2 separate regions of the Zea mays genome follow, and region 2 is linked to region 1. Evidence: chromatin contacts called from public Hi-C data. All regions are on one chromosome and are shown on one strand. The core of a region is the stretch at or near the end of the contact, and the rest is flanking DNA. Distances in the headings are between cores, read along the strand shown.

Region 1 (6,792 bases), core at 2,776-5,275:
CAAGGCGGTCAGTCATCTCACTCCTTTCTTTGCCCTCTTCAGCACCGCCCCTTCCTATACGCACCTCAGCGTCTTTGGCTGTCCTTTGCAATCCTGACACCACCACCTCCGCTCCCCACAAACTTTTGCCCTAATCCACTTGCTATCTTTTTCTTGGTACTCCTCTGACCATAAGGTGTACCGATGCCTTGATCTTCTCACCCACCACATCATCACTCAACATGCTGTTTTTAATGAGGATGCTTTTCACCTTGCAAGCTCCTCCCCACCTCCCGACCTTGACACGCTCCTAGACGCTGACCCTTTCGCCGCCACCTATTTATTTACCCACGGTCCCACTAACACCTCTCGCGCCACACATGGCCCCATCGCGTTTGAGCATGCCTCGTGCGGTCTCACCGCCTCTGATAGTGCCATGTTTGGCCCTGCCACCTTCGATCACACCATGTGTGGCCCAGTCGCCTTCGACCGTGCCCCACACGACACTGTCACCCTTGGTCGCGCACGTGTGGCCCTGTACTTACCAGCGCCTATGACTCGTTTCGCCAATCTCGCCAGCGTCTACCAGCGACATGTGCATCACAGTCCATCAGTTTAGTCTATTGACGAGCAACCTAGTGCATCACAGTCCATCAGTTCGATCTATTTCCCTCTCTATATAAGGAGAAGGATTATATCAATTAAAGGTAAGTAAGAGATAGGAAAACCCTTCTCTCTTGCCGGGGGTCCTTGGTACAATGACCATAAAAGTGCTTGGTGCTCGTCCATTAACCCGACGTCGAGGGGAGACGATTACCCTTCGCTTCTTCCAGGTCTTTGCCTCGTTCTCTGTAGACCGCGCCGGAGGAAAGGGACAGCTAGAGGCAAAACCGTTGGGGTATTCGGTCTCATGAGCCCGAAGCCCCGCTGTGGACTTGGCCTTCGTTGCCCGCCGAACCTGACTGGGGTAGCAAACCCTTCGCAACATGAGAACTTCGCATATTCGGTAGGGTCCCCATTCTCGGACTTAAATGTATTGTGTTGGAGCCCAAATTCACAGACAAGGTTTGTTTGCGGTTGTCGGATGATCGAGGTCGATGTCTGTTTCGGCCTTCGTTCCCAACAATAAAGTGCACATGCATCTAACAGCTCTATAGTGGTCTTGTGGTTGGTCTTTGGTGCATTTCAAGGAAAGAAACATCGCTGGATAAATTGTCATCCTTCAACAGATCATGAATTCCCAAGGTAGCTAGTCTCAGCTCACACTGGTACGATAAACAGCCAGTAAAGTGTAATACCAATTTCTTACTATGTGTTAATGAGACATTTTTTATTTCAGTTGAACTCCTAACAGCATCTTGCCATGCTGATATTTGCTTCATGCTGATATTTCAGTTGAGTCCGCGCGCCGAATATGCAAAACAATATTTTTGGTGTAAGTGCCCGATTCTTGCCATGCTGATATTTGCTTCATGCATGATGATCAATGAAAAAAAAAAGAACCTGGACTTGTTCCCTTTTAAATGGCCATAATGATTGATTTACCGAATGTCCTATTATTTATCCGTTTAGATATGCAACATTCATTTAAAATGGAGAATTATGCAGCCGAGAGTTCAGCTCCCTTCAATTCGGCGCTAGCATTACAAGCAAAACTTGTATTAAAAAAAAGCATCACAGCATCTTGGTCATTGATGGGTCTGCAAACCTAAAGAATATGAATCAATTATCCCTCTCTCTCTCTCTCCCTCTCTCTCTCAGTTACACAAAATACATGTGGTGCTTAGATCATTTGAATGTATCCTTATGTTACGAGTGATCAGTTCATAATTTCTAGATCGCTCATACTTCTTAATTGTCACTAATTTCCCAGGTTGCTGAAGGTTGGGTAAGAGGTATGGTCATGCATCCAATCCAACCATACAGATTCGAGTCTTATCTAACCTGAATTCCGGTGTCTATCACTTCTCATCCTAAAGAAGAAGAAAAAAAAAACCAGTTTTGATCCTCCTAGGTCGCCATTCTTTTTAACTCGCGCCAGCACAGACGGAATCCCACTGCAATGCCCATTCAGGCATCTTGCAGTTGCAGCTACAGGTTTTGCCACAGCTGTGCCTGTGCGTAGGCTTCCGATCCACAGCTGTGAGCTGTGCGTGGCTGCATGCCAGTGTGTGTACTGTAGGCTTGTCTTGTCTACCAGAGAAACGCACGGACAGAATTCCTCCTGCTGCGTCGGAAACGGTATTTATTCGGTAATCAGTTTTTTAGTCGTTTTTCTTTTATTGTGATATAGAATATACAATACAAATTTGTATTCTTGTTTTTAACATCCAGCTTGTTAAGATTCATAAAAGTTAAACCTCAAATTTATCCTATATTTTCTCAAATAATAGATATAAACTTCGGTATGGATTCGGAAACAAATTCGGTAATTTTTTCAACTTTTTGTGTTGTAGGGAGCAAATAATACATAAAATAATTTATGTAATATTTTATTCATATTTGTACTAATGTGCTTGATAACATAAAAAAAGATGAACATCAAATTTTATACATATCTATTTTAAAATATTAAATTTGTTCTAACAGTTCAGATTACCACTTTCATCCCTACGTGGGTGGGACCATCCTTCCTTCCTGCTTCCCTGGCTCTCCGTCTGATGCTGAAAAAGAACGATGGTGGTTTCACGAGATGAGACTGGTCGCTTGTCTAATGCATAAAAATGTGGCAAATGCCGAGCTGAATTTTCTGCAAAAAAAATAAAAATAAAAATGAACGGTGGGCACTGGTCTTACCTATAGAGGTAGGTGCTTGCCGGTCTCTTTTCTTCTTCATCTTTTCAATCCTCCATATTTTTTCCCTGCTGGACCGAACTTTGAAATATCTAGTTTAGTTGGCCCAGGAACTCACCATGTTTTACAAGAATGCTCCTTTTGAAATATCTGCTGAAGATAGAAGCACACAGCCAGCCTGATAAGAAATTTGAAATATCTAGTTTAGTTGGCCCAGGAACTCACCATGTTTTACAAGAATGCTCCTTTTGAAATATCTGCTGAAGATAGAAGCACACAGCCAGCCTGATAAGAAATTTGAAATATCTAGTTTAGTTGGCCCAGGAACTCACCATGTTTTACAAGAATGCTCCTTTTGAAATATCTGCTGAAGATAGAAGCACACAGCCAGCCTGATAAGAAATTTGAAATATCTAGTTTAGTTGGCCCAGGAACTCACCATGTTTTACAAGAATGCTCCTTTTGAAATATCTGCTGAAGATAGAAGCACACAGCCAGCCTGATAATAAGAAATTAAGAATGCTCCTTTTGCGGAGTCAGGGAGAGGGTAAGCATACTAGCACACTTGCGTTAAGAAACTGCGCATAATTAAGCGCATTAACGCCCTAGCAGAATTGTTTTTTCAGGCCTATAAAGCCGGCCTACGCTACCTGCAAGATCGATCTATCACGTACGCAGCAAAGAAGCCGGTAGTGTACAGCCTTGAGATATCTATATATCTGTGTTTTTTTTTTCAAACAACACACACAGAAGAAAAATATAGGGACAAGAGTCCAAAACCCTTGCAAAAATAAAGACGCAAGTTGCGTGATTGGATTGCCAAAAAAAAAAAACAACCCAAGGGTAGCGCAAGTGCATAAGAAACAGATAACAATAACAACATATGTTAGGTAGACAAGTTGCGCAAGTGTGCCTTTGTCTCTTCCCGCCCGGCCTTTACTCAACACAGGCACACAGCACGGTGGTGGTCTTACTACCCAGCCAAACCCATCAGGCATATGACAGTGCAGCTTGCCAATCAGATCACTCTGGATTGCATACCCATATTGCTTCTTGTGTGCCATTTGTTAGAAAGAAAAAAAGATAGCATGTTAATCTTCATGTATTTGCACTGCATGCAGTGGGCCGGCGCAGGCAATGCTGGAAAAAAAATAAAAAATTTAGCTGTTGTCTGCCTGTCTTTGTTATTACGATGAGAGCCAGCAGGTGACCAGGCTGGTCCATAAAAACCTTGACACGCAGTATACTGTGTGGATGTTCTGAAGAGCTCTGCTTGATATGTCGACATCACAGTTGCTGGTTTTCTCCCTTTGTTTCCTTGCTGTTTCCTTTAGTTATATATAACGCATGCAGCGCCTTGCCATGTTCGGTTACTACATGGTCGTGCATGCATGAATGCTCGCTCCTGCATGCTACTATTAAACAAGGAAGCCATGGGAGAGAACAGGAAGGTGAGAGACCGGCCAGTGATGAGCAGACACGCACCTGTATATCTATTCGTTTCTCTCGTCTCTGTTAGCAAAGCTGAAGCATACAACAATTGTATGCCGTTCTTGTTGTAGATCACCCGCGGGTCAAGGCTGGTGACAAACAAGCTGCTGCACCGCTGCCAGCAACTGCATGGCCACGGATCTGTATCTGGGGTTTCTGAAACCTTGGGGAAGAGACCCTTGAATGGGAACAAGGATACACTTGTGTACAGGTAACCTGCACTGCCGCGCGCCTTGCATTTTTCGTCCTACTTTTTCCTTCCATTCGTCATAGCCTTCTCATGCATGCATCCCCTGATGGCCTGATCTTTCTTTTTTCACCTGGGCATCTGAAGTGTGTTTGCCAGCACCTGGAATGTCGGCGGCGTTACACCATCCGATGGCTTGGACTTGGAGGATTGGCTGGACACAAGGGCTAACGCCTACGACATCTACGTCCTAGGGTAATAACCTGTGAACGAACGACTAGCTCATGCATACCCTGCTGATTAAGATTCACCACTCTCAGTCTCATCTGATGACGCTTTACTAATTAGGTTCCAGGAGATAGTGCCACTGAACGCGAGAAATGTGCTGGGTCCTAGGAAGAGCCGCGTGTCTGCCAAGTGGAACTCGCTGATCGGGGAGGCGCTCAACAGAAGGTGTCGAGAAGAAGGCGGGGCGAACACGAACAGCAGCGCCAAGGACGACGAAGGCTCTGTGGAGGGATCACAGGGCTTCAGATGCATCAGGAGCAAGCAGATGGTCGGCATCTTCACGTCGGTGTGGGCGAGAAGCAGCCTTAGGCCGCTCATCCGTCACCTGGATGCGTCGTGCATCGGCTCGGGCATCATGGGCTGCCTAGGGAACAAGGTAATAAGCGCGTAAGATAATACATGGACGGACACAAGAGAGAGGCACACCTGCGTGCGAAGAGATCATTAATTCGATCGTCACCTGGATGGCGTGTGTGGGTTGCTTTGCGCATGCAGGGCTCTGTTTCGATCCGGTTCGTGCTGCACGACACGAGCTTCTGCTTCGTCTGCTGTCACCTGGCTTCAGGCGGCAAGCAAGGGGACGTGCTGCTGAGGAACTTGGACGTCGCGGACATACTTGCAAGGACAAGGTTCCCTGGCCCTGCAGCTCACGAGTTGCCGGAGAAGATCCTTGATCATGAGTAGGTGTACATTAGCTCACCCTTCAAACTGCTTCAACCTCAGCCTCATATTTCCATCTTCTAGAATATGGATTCTACTATAAGTGATCCCTAAACTAATGCTTTAGTCTGATGTGACATGTTTAAATTTTTACTAAATGTGCCTGTCTCCTTTGTGAATGAAAAAAAAACGAAGGGGGGTATCCGAAATGGCATCACGCATAAACTGCAGACATCACCCTGTGCACCATGTCTCTGTGGACTGTTTATCCAAACAATATGTGTTTTCTTTCCCGTTTGTGCAGCCAAGTGGTTTTGCTCGGTGACTTGAACTACAGGATATCCCTGGAGGAGGCCGAGACGAGGTCGCTGGTGAGAGCCAAGAGATGGCCCGTCTTGTTGGAAAACGATCAGGTTTTTTCTTCTTCTACTTCTTCTTTATGACGAGATATATATACTCAGCTTGTCATCCTAATCTTTTTTTTCTGAATGTTTAGTATTAACGTTGCGGTGCCTCTCTCTCTCTCTCTCTCCGATCACACAGCTGCTGTTCGAGTTCTCGAGAGGGCGGCATTTTGAGGGCTGGCAGGAAGGCCTGATCACCTTCTCCCCCACCTACAAGTACCAGCCCAACTCCGACCAGTACCACTGGTGCTTCGACAGTGCGGGCAGCGACAAGAAGCGTGCTCCAGCATGGTCAGCTCGCCTTTCTTGTTCGAGAAGATCTTTCGCAAAAGAAAGAAAGGAAAAAAAACAAGAAAGAAGAAAAAAAAAGCTCTTCGATAGATAACAAGCAGCAAAAGTCATGTACACTGAATCCTGCAGATGGGCATGCTTTCTTTCCCTTTGTTATTGCAGGTGCGATCGCATTCTGTGGCGAGGCAAGGGGCTGAAGCAAGTGCAATACGAGACGTGCAGCTACAGGCTGTCGGACCACCGGCCGGTGAGAGCGGTTTTCCACGCCGAATGCGACGCGTTATCGGAGGCGGTGTCGCACAAGTAAAAACATTGCCAGGCTGCTACCCCGCCGCACAGAGCGCCCAGCAGCAAGCAAAGCGACTGATGTGATGAGACGTCTATTCAACCAGAGAGTGATGGATATGGACGACGGCGCGCGAGTGCCGCCAAATCGAGAGAGAACTGGACGCAAGATTGGACCAAGCGAGTAGAGCCAAGAAGAGATTTCTTCTGAGACGAACATGAAGTTGTTGTTGTTTTTTTTTTCTGTCTCTCTGTCTCTCCCTCTGAACGCCGATTGAGTTGTGTGCAGAAGAGGTGCATGGGGATAGAGTACCGGGATCCAAGAAGAGGTGCTGGTTTTTTTTGGCATTGTTCTGTTGGTGGCGGTGTTCAGATTCTTTTTTCCCTCGTTTAAAAGCTAGCTCCTTCTGGGCT
Region 2 (6,306 bases), core at 3,111-5,610, 180 kb before region 1:
CAGACCCGAAAAGTTTTGTTGGGCTGGCTAGTTCATTTGATGGGATGTTTGTATTAGTTGGTTGGTACCAGTTCACACAACCGAGACTAAAGTCGATTTCCAACCCCGTATAGATGGCGATTTCTCCAGTGGAATGAACTAATGTTAAGCCTAGTTTGGGAACCTCGTTTTTCCGAAAGATTTCTATTTTCCCATAAGAAAATAAACTAATTTCCCTTGAAAAATGAAAATTCCTTCAAATAATGTGGTTCCCAAACTAGCCCTAAATATGTAACTTTTAGTATCAGCTCATACCAAGAACCGGTACTAAAATCTCCTCTTTAAAGCCAATTCCCAACCGGTACATATGGTGCTTTCTCTAATAGTGGAATGACCACACACGAACATGACATAATATTATTGATGTCATGGAGACACAAGTCAAGCCTAGCGTGACCAACAACAGCTGTTGTGCCCCCGCACAGAATTTTCCAACAAGAAACCCAGATACAAATTTAAACACGAATACTTTAGTCAAGCATACTAGATACCGCATATGTGGAAGTTAGACGAATCCACGAGTCACCACTGACAAATGGCAACATCATAAGTTTTCCAGGTAGGTCGCTGCATTTAGGGTGGATGGATGGAATATCATGTCCCATGGTCGAAACATAACCTGACGAAAGGAAAATACAAGTAAATATGAGATCAGTTTGAAAATGCTTTAATCACTGTATCTCCAGGGAACAAACCTAATGTCCAGGACCAACAAGTGAAAGAAGGAATGTCCGATAGTTTCCTGATGTTTCGGAGTGGATAGCCTCAGCTAATGGCTTCTTATACTTCTTGAAGTACTCTGCCTTGATATATTGCATATCAATTTCAGTCCTCGTCACCACAACCCTTATAAGTGTCTTGTCATCAGTGCCTAGACCTTTCATGGCCTTTCGTAAGAGCTGTATTCGGCACCGAAGATACAAGAGCAATCTTGAACATGCTCATTTCGCAGCATTAGCAGAAAATAACACTTTGGAATGGTGGCAAGTTACATATAATTGAAATAAGAAATAAAAAGATCAACTCTAGATGGTACAGCAAACTTTATATCAGTGTCATATCAACTAGTGATCTTTGCTTCACCAAATGTTAAATTATAATTTCGTAAGAAAGAACAGCTGTTGGCTATGGCTAAATCTATCAGCAAAACATAACTCGACTCTAAATCAATCAGTGATTTTATACACCTATGGTGCCTGCACAGGATTTCAAAATCTACAATATTTCTTTACTGAAAACAACATGGGCGCAGTACCTTTGCAAAATACTTTGCTGGGTTTTCCGCGCATCTGAGGATAGCTAAAAGTGCGAATTCAAAGTTTCCAGATGTTTCGCTCTTGATAACCTATCATATATAAACGGCACTGTGAAAAAATAAACCAGAGAATAAAAAAATGCTTATCCCAGAAGTGTGCAAACAGAAGTGTTACCTTCTCTAATTTCCGGTCATACATATGATGGTAGGCAGACGAAACAGATGCCAAGTGTGCCCAACTGCGTTCAGTGAAAACGCGGATAAAGGTCTTCTCATCCGTACCCAGCCTTTTCTCACCAGCTTTGTACAAATCCTTTGCATCATGTGTCACAATGGTAGGATCAACCTCAGGACCTTCGTAGCGTGGAATCCCCACATAGGCAAGTAAAAGCTGAAATATACATTATATCGTAAATTATTTCTGGCAGAAAAATGTGCAATCTAAATTTGAACAGATATTAACTACAAACTTATAAAAAGTATTGATTGGCATACATCACATGAAGTTCATGCTACAGAATCTCTTTGTGCATTATGTACAAAGCATAAATGACTACACAAAAGCAATTGAACCAACTTCACATCAGTAATTGCAATATGTCAATGAAGAATGGGCATTCCATCAGTCTTATACAACACAGACATTAGATGTGAGGATATCTCATAGACATAGACTCACAATAGCAGGTTATGCAATCATTTAGCCACACATGAAAGTTGTTCCAAAGAAATTACAGACAAATATTCACCTTCCTAATGCTAGTCAGTGTAATACATAAAGATGGATAAAATGACTAGTTTTAAGTGTCTTTCATGTATCATCATGTATGAGGTGAAGTAGAACAAATGTAAGGCAGATACTCTAAGTACCAAGGATCAGGACCTTCTGGTGATCGCCAGATGTGTGGTGACCAATGTCATGCTCAAGATAAGTACCAAATCTAGCATAATAAGTCTGTTTCATTATTTGCAACTGTGATGGCGTCCTGGAACATATAATATCAGTGGCTGCTCTCAGATCCATAGTGTCAACACTTAGAGCTTCTCTCAAAACAGTTGCATCACGTCCAGCAGGATCAAGAATCCACAGCAACATAGCTTTCTGGAGCCACATGAAACAAAGTTAACATATTTTAACATATTGGTTTTGATAAATTAAACGTAAATCATGATTGGAGCAACACATATTCACTTTTTTAGCTAATCCATTCAAATCATCAGTTCTCAACGGTGGATACATGGTACAGATGATAAAGTATATTGGTACAGCTAGATTAATGATTTGAGAAATTTTCATGCCTTGTGGTTTCCATTGAGTTCAGATGAAATGCGATGGGAGAGTTCCTCATGATACATAGCCCTGTATTCCTGTTGAATGAGTCCACGCTGCACTGAATCGCGATGAGTAAGTATGTTTATCACTGTTGTACTGTCACAGCCAAACCCTGGACATGGACAACCATCAACCAACGCACAATATAAAAAAGTCAGCATGTTCAATGACCACCTCCTTCAAGTCAGTAATGAAAATAAAAAACTTTGATATTTTAAGTAAAAGGATCGAAGTATGCAGATCACTCAATTACTGGAATTCAATTACATGTCTAAGTTACACTCCCTCCGTTCTTTTTTTATTTGTCGCGTTTTAGTTCAAAAATGAACTAGCGGGCCACAAATATTCGAGAACAGTAGTACTATTTATGCTCACTTACATACAATAGCTGTCATCATTCAAGCATATCAAACCAAACTCACTCTGAACAACAATTTTCAATTTTGTTGATGAAAAATATCAGATCATAAATTGTTTTGTGATAAAAATACAAGAAAAAAAACACATTGAATTAATAGTTACAGACCATCCCAAGAAACACATATAGAATTACAACATTTTAGTGATATAAAGTTACAAGTAATGGTCAAAGTCGCATATCTAAGCCATGAAAAGTCAGAAACACTAAATAAAAAAAGCAGAGGGATTATTAATAAGTTCCTGGAAGGCTAGAAGCAGTTGACCTGTCTTTTGGCCTTTTTATGGCAGTTGGTGCACAGCACTCTTAAGGTATTGTGAGCAAATTGGAATGTTTATGGAAAGGAAATGCGTAACAAAATAGAAATAAACCAAACAATAAAATAATTAACAAATGCATCAACTTGCATATCAGCTAACCACAGAATTCTTTAATCACACATGTTAGAGCATACAAAAGACCACCATACTTTCATTAAAAATAAATTCTAATATATATGTGTGTACCTTACAGTTATTATACATTTTCCTCAGTCACCGTATGTGAAACTTATAGTTACCCATGCATTTCCCTCGGTTCACTGTACACTAATTTAGTTATCAGGTACACATGTGGAATCTATAGCACCTACACCGTCCAGAATTGCAGGTGAGTTTCCCTTGTATTACTCCACTACATGCTTGACCCCAAATTATAGTCAGATAAAACAAAAGATGTCATAATCACCGTAATTTCCATCACTGTATCCAGATCAATCGCTACCCAATTACTGACCTAGCAACCACAGGAAATTTCCAATGGCCTATATAAGCCTCTAATAACAATAACCCTCCTCGACCACCTTCCCATCTGCAATCTGAACCCAGTCCAGCTAGCCCCCCCCCTGGAATAGGGAATTGTTGTAGCATCGTCTAGCTCCTCGACGCACCCCCCAAACTCGCATGCGCAGAAAATCAAGGTAACCGCCAGGCAACCAAATAGCAACGACGGTTTCCGGCCCCATAGAATAATCTCCTGTCCATTCAGCCACAGTATCTGACCGAAAACGAGAATCAAACAACAACGGCGCGGCTGACCCCGACGAATTGTGGGGCAGCCGTAATTTGGGCGAGAAGCCGAGGGGAAATTAGTGGCGTAGCGGACCTTTGAAGGCCTTTTGGAGGTCGATGGCGTCCTGCCGTGGGTTGGGGGGCGCCGGCGGCAGGGTGAGGCTCGCCATCGCCGGCAATCGCTGCGCGGGCGCGCTGCGCGCGATTCGATTCGATTTGGTCGGCTCGTGGAGGGAGATTAGCGAAATGGGTAGGTGCAATTCGTGGTGCGCGCTTTGCGGTAAAGTATGAGGAGGAGTAGGACGGAGATAGCAAGGAGCTAGCGTGGACCGCGTCTAGCCGTCCGAGACGTTACGTGGTGGTTTCAACGGGCGGCACAACACTGACCGGCCCCAGACCCTGCCTCGGCAGTCGCGGCCTCTCGGGTTGCCGCGTTTATAGTTGGAGGCAAACGTTTTGTGCATACCATGCTCTGCCGCTTTCCTCTCCCATCATTTCAGTTTCTCTGCTGTAAATTAATTTGTTAGAATGGATAGCTCTTTCAAAACAGGTCATGAACTTGTAAAATAGAGTTAGTCCAGTTAGAAATGTTTGTCAAAATAAGTCATATATTATTTTTAAATATTAAGCATCATTTGTGGTACTATACACGACCGAAAGATCCGACCTGAGGACCGGACGGTCCGGCCTTAAGCGTGGACGGTCAAGTTGGGAAGGTCCTTAAAATATTGCACAGGTAATAACTCGTAACGCCTACATGTTGCAAACATCGCAAGGTAAAGGCTTGCACAAGGTGTTGAATGGTTGTTTCCTAAAGCAATATCATCTTAATTTGTGGCAAGATGTTAAAACTGATGTTGTCACATCGAGTTGATTCCAGCCTGCACCAGTGCTTTTGGTTCGCTCAGTTTCTCCAAAAGGCAGGGATGCATGTGTTGAGCACCATTTGTGCCACTGGGCACAGCCGGACGGTTCGGCCCAGAGGACTGAACGGTCCGCAATTAGATCATATCAGGCGTAACTAATCCCTTTTCGCGCATGTTTATCCCTCTAAACCCGCGGTTGCTGTTGGGAGACGCTTAGGAACAGGTACATACCTCCTCCTATATATATGAAGGGGTACAGCCGATTGCGATGACCAACAATAGAACTACAATCAATATATCTTCCGTTCTTTACCTTTTGCCGTAGGAGTAGACAGTAACGTAGCTTCCTCTCTCTAATCTTCACCTATTTTCGGCTCTACGTCCTATAGAGACGTCTTGGGTAGCCTGCCGATCCCAACACAAACCCTAGAATCTCTCCTCCACGACGGGATTCCACCCAGGAGCGAGATCCAGGTGCTGTTGGCGAACGCCGCCGCCCCTGTGCACGCGCGGACCGTCCGGCTCGTCAGCAGGGAACTCTCACCTCTGCGCCAGGCCGCCGACCGTCTAGCCCTTGGTTGTAGACCGTCCGACCTGCTACAGCTGCCCCCAAGGTAAGTGAGACAAATGAAATCCAATCTCTTAAAGCTTACATAGACGAGCAGCGAGAACAAATGCAACACATCATAGGGTTATGCAAAATCATTATAAGAGGCTAGTGTGTGCATTCAATAAATCTATCGTCACAAATTTTCCATCGCACGAGGTTGAAACTAGGGAAAATACACGCGATTCAACAGTTCTAGATTGGCATGACCAATCCTAACCCCTTTACAAGATGTTGATAGACACATATCTTAGACAACCACAACCTCCAACGCAAATCGGGGGTAATCATGTTGATCTGTGCATGACCGGACCGTCCGCGCGTAAGCGCGGACTCTCCGGGCCAGCATCGACCGACCTCGCTTTTTGAACCAAATTATCGAAGTCCACGCTTGAGTTGTCGCATCCCTCGCAAACCCTAGCTGGCCAATTCGGACTATCCACGCACAACGTCGGACAGTCTGAATACATCACCAGACAGTCCGCCCATGTGGTCGCATAGTCCGCGCATACAGTCGTACGGTCCGGCGCAGAGTACACAGAACCTAACGATAATTATTATTACCCATCTATACATCCGTCCCAGCCAAACCTCCCGCTACATCCTATAGCACCACAGCATCGTGATATGACATCCCAGACACGTGGGGGCGAGTACTTTTCGGTACCCTAGAAAGCCGAAAAGAGATGACCAACCATATGAGCCACATAGAGCAAGCACTAATATCCCCACAAAACCC

What was found. Hi-C and Micro-C count contacts between places; a contact is called where the count stands out from the background.
Region 2: a Hi-C map of ear shows a contact between it and region 1, with 2.8 times the contacts expected there. The contact joins the promoter of LOC100193535 here to the promoter of LOC103632710 in region 1. A contact is called at or near these places in 3 of 25 Hi-C or Micro-C datasets (ear, endosperm and leaf).

What each region holds. Positions count from the first base shown.
Region 1 is chr7:111,469,514-111,476,305 of Zm-B73-REFERENCE-NAM-5.0, reverse strand. LOC103632710 (type IV inositol polyphosphate 5-phosphatase 9) reads left to right here and starts at 4,025. Exons shown (of 8, transcript XM_008654455.3): 1 at 4,025-4,223; 2 at 4,335-4,474; 3 at 4,598-4,705; 4 at 4,799-5,114; 5 at 5,234-5,418; 6 at 5,703-5,811; 7 at 5,942-6,093; 8 at 6,256-6,792. The coding sequence starts at 4,164. The coding sequence ends at 6,400. It overlaps LOC103632709 (a long non-coding RNA gene), which reads right to left and starts at 5,361. Exons shown (of 3, transcript XR_004851497.1): 1 at 5,199-5,361; 2 at 2,776-5,102; 3 at 2,470-2,642.
Region 2 is chr7:111,653,836-111,660,141 of Zm-B73-REFERENCE-NAM-5.0, reverse strand. It overlaps LOC100193535 (Annexin D5), which reads right to left and starts at 4,360. Exons shown (of 7, transcript NM_001138646.2): 1 at 4,189-4,360; 2 at 2,594-2,739; 3 at 2,178-2,396; 4 at 1,470-1,685; 5 at 1,295-1,384; 6 at 735-842; 7 at 361-658. The coding sequence starts at 4,264. The coding sequence ends at 735.